Linked DNA regions of Mus musculus: region 1 is linked to region 2. A link is a contact called in public ChIA-PET data. All regions are on one chromosome and are shown on one strand. The core of a region is the stretch at or near the end of the contact, and the rest is flanking DNA. Distances in the headings are between cores, read along the strand shown.

Region 1 (2,700 bases), core at 195-2,694, 280 kb after region 2:
TGAGGCTTTCTGAGATGGTGGGTTCTCAAGTCTCCAAGCAAGCGAATCAGGACACACAAGTAGCTTGGGTTGTACTTTCCAGCAGTTGAGTTTCTAGGGAAAAGGGGTGGGGTAGCCTGAGGTCTCCATGCTGTTCAAAATCATCCCTCACCTGTCACCCTGTAGAGACCATTCCTCATGGGGTCCATCTCCAGTCAGCCGACTGGACATGGGGTCTGTACGCTGGGTGCCCTGCCCCTTTTTCTAGCTCCTTGCACCCATCAAAGGTCAGTTGGGACCACCCATGTCGTCCAGGGTGCTCTTCACTACTGCCTCCTTTCTGGGCAAGGAGAGCCTAGAGTCTGAATCAGGGTTGTCCTGCTCCACATGCCTATTGGAGGGTTCCTTTCCTCCCCAAGCCTCCCAGGTATTGGCCTCCCAAGTCTATGCTAAGAGGCCAGATTCAGCAAATCTGGTCTCTGGGGATAGAAGCTCTCTGGTGAATGGCTGTCAGTGTTGCTCTACAGAAGCAAAAAGAATGCCCAAGCCCACCCAGACCAAAAAAATTCCAGGAAAAAAGTCATAACCTTTGGGAGGAGGACTGACCGGATCCGTTCTCACTTCCATCCAACACTGTCATTGTCCTACCTATACCTCCATGGCAGGGCCGGCCTCTCACCATGGCGAACCCAGCTGCCCAAGCCCACCTGTGGAATGGTAGGCCCCCACCCAGTTCCTGCTTTTTTGCAGGTGGGGTTGTCTGGAAGGCTGGTCTCCCCTTCACGGTCCCTCTTGCTGTCTCTGGCGCCCCCACCCCTTTCTTAAGGAATTCGCCATGGCGCCCAACTCACCAGCGACCTAAAGGCAGATGGGGGCGGGAGGGCCAGGTTCGGACTGGGCCCCACCCTGGCTGCCGAAGGGGCGTGCTCTAAAGCAGTAGGGATTTAAGTCAGACAGCAAGACGTACTCCCGGGCACGAGGTAGAAAGGCTCACGGAGTCCCCGCTCAGATGGGGCCGAGGATGCAGCATTCACCCTTATGGCTCACCGGGCCAACTGCTAGCGGACCCAACTCGAAGGGTGGGTAAGGTGGCAGGTCGGGAGTCTCGTCTGGCCCCTCCCCACCAAGCTAGCGGGCAGGAGACGCGGAAACCTGGGTTCTTCCGGCCCCCACCTTTGAGCAATCACTTCTCAACGCTCTGAGCTGAAGAAAAAGGGGAACCTTGCTGCGGCTCTCCCTCCCCCACGCGCAAGGGGTGGGTCTGGTCCTACTGCGACCTAGATCCACGTGGACCGGTCACTGAAGTCCGGGAACAGAGCCGGCATCTATATCGCCAGGGCCCGTCCACGGTCCGGCGCAGCACTCACCGCCGCGTCCCCGAGTCACGCCGCCCGCGCGCTCCGAAGTCCTGCTGGTCGCCGGGGAGGGGGCGCAGTGCGCAGGCGCCTCCGCGGTACTTCCCCAAAGAGAGGGGCCGGGACTTCCTCGAGCCCCAGCGCTTGCTCGCCCGCAGTGCCCCGCCCCGCGGCGGCTCCTGTGCCCCACCCGCGGCTGGCGTGTCGTCCCGCGGTAGCGTGGCATGGTGACCCTGAGGGGTGAGTCGTACAGAGAGTGGATTGAGCCGGCGCTCCATTCTTGTTAGCTGGGTTTTCCCAACCTTTATGTTGAACACCAGAGCTGAGCCCTGTGTGCTACTTGGCTCGCCAGGATTAGAAGAGGCCTGTGGGAAGGACTGGCCTGTGGTACTGCCCCGTCTGGTCCGACTCTTCGCCTTTCTGAGGCTAGTCTGTAACGTAGCATTAAGAGTCTGTCACTCTGCATTCGAACTTTGCCCGAAAGGGAGGTTCAGGGACTGCAGCGTAAAGCAAGTTCTTACATCAAATCACCCCGAATGTTTCTGGGGCCTGGTTGAGTCCCTTCTGAACTCTCAAACTGCTCCAAGATAGCCTTTACCACAAATGGCCTTGCTCTTTGGTCAACTCTTCAGATCCTTTGTCATTGGGTATAAAATTGAGTTAGTTCATTATCCCAGCATGCTTTGGGCCAGTGTTCATAGTGGTCCGTTGGGGCTCGTGGTTCCAGCACAGGACACACAGTCACACAAGTTGTTAATGCTCACATACTACATCATACATATTAAGTCAGGGATGCAAAGGAGATCCTTCACATGAGTTCTTCAGGCAGTGGGGCAGAGGCAGACTAACTGAACTGACTGCAGTGGACTAGAATGGGAGACAGGCAAGAAAGGGATGGGGTGAAAGGTGAGGAGACAGGATGTTGCCATGATGCTGAGGGGTCCAGGATGAAGAGAGAACAATGGGTGAGAGACTCCCAGGCTCTGAGGGGGGCTTTATGAGTTGACCACAGAACCCTTTGGCTGCCACGCTGGCGGCTTCCTAAGTAAGGTAGAGGCTAAGCACATCTGAACAGGAAGTTACTTTAGTTTAGATAATATTCCTAAGGTAGACACAGGTCAGAACATGGAGGCCCAGTAGACATGGATGAGTACCTGATGGAGGCCACAAACCAAACCTGATTCTGCAGTGTTTGGTGTGGGCATGACCGTGGGTAGAAGTCAGTATGCTTTCCTCTTAATTCCTTTTACCTGCCTGTCTACCTGTTCTCTGCCACCTTACATCTGCTTACCACACAATTAGCATCTTTCCCTAAGCACAGAGAATGCCTCTAAACCCAGGAAGGAGAGCAGGAGCACTGAACACG
Region 2 (2,922 bases), core at 300-2,799:
ATATTAAAAACAAGGAATTTAAAACATCATTGAAATAACAAAATATCAAACCCAAAAGCTGATTCCACCTGTTAAGGACAGATCAAGAAAAACCTTGGCAATCTGCAGAAGTACTGGGTTCATATGCTAAGCCTCAAAGAAGGTCACAAGGACACCTTGCTGCCCTGTACCACCTCTAAGCCTTATGAAATACAAACTGAGAAGTACCTCATTCCAGAAGAGAGATTTAAGAAAGAAAATACACATTTATAGCCCCATCCCAGCCATCTACTACCCTGGCTTGGCTATAGCACTTTTTTTTTTTTTTTTTTTTGTCTTTTCGAGACAGGGTTTCTCTGTGTAGCCCTGGCTGTCCTGGAACTCACTTTGTAAACCAGGCTGGACTCAAACTCAGAAATCTGCCTGCCTCTGCCTCTCAAGTGCTGGGATTAAAGGCATGCGCCACCACCGCCCGGCTGGCTATAGCATTTCTTAAAGCAAGGAGGGCCTAGACCAGGGTCACTCAGACAGCAGGACAGGAAGGGTTTTCTGACGTCAGACCTAGAGACAGCAAAGATCCTGAAACAGAAAGTGAAGTCGGCTCTTAGGGCTGGCCACGCCCTCTGACTCTGTTTACTGCAGGTCCCCAGCAAAAACAGGCTAAAATTTCTTTTGAACAGAGCTCATGCCAAAGTGAAGCTACCGGATACAGAAATGATAGAAAACCTGCATTCCAAAATTATTCTCAAGGACAAACAGTATCTGGGGAACCAGGGAACCAAGGAACAAAAGTGGAGTTTTTACCACAGGCTCTCCTGAGCGGGGAGTTTACGGTACGTTGGACACACATGTCCCATGAGTATGTAGGAAGAGTGAGATTAATCCCGCCTCACCTCTACTGTTCCACATTACCCACAAAAGGTGCTGAATTTCAGAAATCCTCCGTTCATGTGAATTCCAGGGGCTCCAAATCCCCTGTAACCACCCCATGAGCTGTACCAATACTCTGGGACCTTGAGGGATCCAACAATCTCTACCCATAGATACAGTTTGTTCTTGAGACATCACCCACATTGACTTGTCCAAGACATGTTCAACACTCTCCCGTGCTATTTGTTTAATACATCATAACAGCTATGAACTGGCCCCGCCCCTGCTTCTCAGACATGGAAAGCAAGGCCTAAAAGTGTTTTCTGAAAGTATGCCTAATCCCAGCTGGCCTTCATGGTCACTTGATAGGGAACTTGGAAATAAAGAGAGCAGACATCATTTTCCACCTTTGGTCTTTATTTGCCATAAGTAATCTGCATAATTCCTCAAACCGATACAAAAGCCCAATCATATGTTAGTGCACATGGGAACAAAACTGTAAACATGCTCCAAAGAACCAGCATCAAAGGTGGCTGGAAACGGTCCTGTAATTCAGCGGTCCGGAGGATGACCAGTCACCATTATATATGTACTTAGGCTTCCTGGAATAGCATACCCCTCATGTTCCCCAGTGTGGGGTGTGTCTCTTCCTCCCCCACAGAGAGAAAAGTACCAAGTCATTTTCTCACTCATGCTGAGTACCAGACAAACAGGAAGTTCTGGGGCTAGATCGGTACCCAGGGTAGTCATACTACTCTCCCAGCATCACATAATTGGCTGCTATAGTCAGCATGTACTGTGACAAGGGGAGCAGCCTGTCTTATGGTTATGAGCTCTGCAGATGCTAATGCCTCCTGTCTCACAGGAAAAGGCAACTGGGGGGAGCCAGCTGCTAAATAGCAGCTGCTCTTCAGCTGCAGCATAGTCAGTCTGTGGTCTGTATTTCAGCTAGACACACTAAGGTCTTAAATGTAGCATTCAACTCCTTTTTAAAAACGCACATGTGACCAGCACTTTCTAGCAAGAACAAAGCAAGGTCCACACCCCTGGGTCAGTGGCTCTCTGCATGTCTCCCACACAAAACAAATCCCAGCACAAAGGCTGGGCACAGGGACCAGTAGAGGGAGCCAGTGCTTGTCCCTTGGACACAAAGGACTATCTCGCACCAGACCTGCCACTGGCTCAAAAGGAACTTGTGGTTTTAAGTTTACTAATTGTGTGAATTTGTAAGCTTGGTGGATTTTAGGTTTAGATGCTTCAAATTTGAGCACAAAACATTCCAACAAATGCTCACTGATCCCTCTCGCTGCCCAGTAACACATACTAACACCCTTCTTGTTCTGTTAAGCAAGTATGCTGGTCCCAGAAGACTCAAAGCCAATCTACTTTCTGAAAGACCTTGAGTTGGAAGGTGGCTGCAACCCGCAGCAATCTGCCTGACAGACAGGTTAGCTACAAGCCTCATCCTCAGTGACTCCAGGGTCTGAAGGGCTGAACTGAGGTGCTTAAACCAAAGGAAGACACAGTGACACACCAGAACTTGCACTTACGAGACAGTGAGTGGGCACCTTTGGGCAGGTACTCGAACAGAAGTGAGCCATCATCACCGAGCACGTCAGCCTTGAGTGACAGCAGACTGTTCTTACTCATGAGTGCAGCACGAAGATTGGCCACTGCAGTAGCCTGGTGTAGTGCTTCTTCCTTCTCTGGGGTGAGGGGTGGGCCCAAGTAGCTGGTTTCTCCTCCTAGTAGGCCCTCATCGATGTGAGCATAGAGCTCTGCTCTCTCGCCTCGGCTGTCCAAGCTGCTGGCCTCAGTGACCGTCAGGTCTACATCTAGGAACAGGGAGGTACACACAGGTCATTTGGGGAATGAAGACAGGAGAATAAGGGCAATAAACCGTCAGTCCAATCCAACCCTATGGACTGTGCACTTGCCCGGAGCAACATGAAGCCTTGTATACTGTGCTACTGATCCCACCTGCCCAGATCTATAACACGCCACACAGCACAGAAAAATGTACAGTCCAGTGGGAGCTTCACTCACAACCAAGGTAGAAGGGCTACGACTCCC

What was found. ChIA-PET counts read pairs in DNA pulled down with a chosen protein or histone mark.
Region 1: an RNA polymerase II ChIA-PET map of memory CD8 T cells shows a contact between it and region 2, with 7 read pairs. The contact joins the promoter of Rgs19 here to the enhancer-like site in region 2. A contact is called at or near these places in 6 of 39 promoter capture datasets (the C10 cell line, the HPC-7 cell line, cranial neural crest and 3 more), 1 of 15 datasets of contacts at CTCF or cohesin (pro-B cells), 17 of 484 Hi-C or Micro-C datasets (the C2C12 cell line, CD4 T cells, the G1E-ER4 cell line and 9 more), 15 of 115 datasets of contacts at active chromatin or transcription factors (the 230-238 cell line, the HPC-7 cell line, the NIH/3T3 cell line and 10 more) and 4 of 9 other capture datasets (adipose tissue, embryonic stem cells, liver and 1 more).

What each region holds. Positions count from the first base shown.
Region 1 is chr2:181,692,533-181,695,232 of GRCm38.p6, forward strand. Rgs19 (regulator of G-protein signaling 19) reads right to left here and starts at 1,445. Exons shown (of 6, transcript NM_026446.4): 1 at 1,347-1,445.
Region 2 is chr2:181,409,297-181,412,218 of GRCm38.p6, forward strand. It overlaps Zbtb46 (zinc finger and BTB domain containing 46), which reads right to left. Exons shown (of 4, transcript NM_027656.2): 2 at 2,400-2,684. Among named protein-coding and RNA genes, the nearest start is that of Zbtb46, 14 kb to the right of the region's middle. Within about 2 kb of position 1,550, at least 75 of the 459 cell types and tissues checked have an H3K27ac peak or open chromatin away from gene starts, as enhancers often do. A contact at or near this core is called in the G1E-ER4 cell line, the HPC-7 cell line, effector CD8 T cells and 5 more, where this site is marked.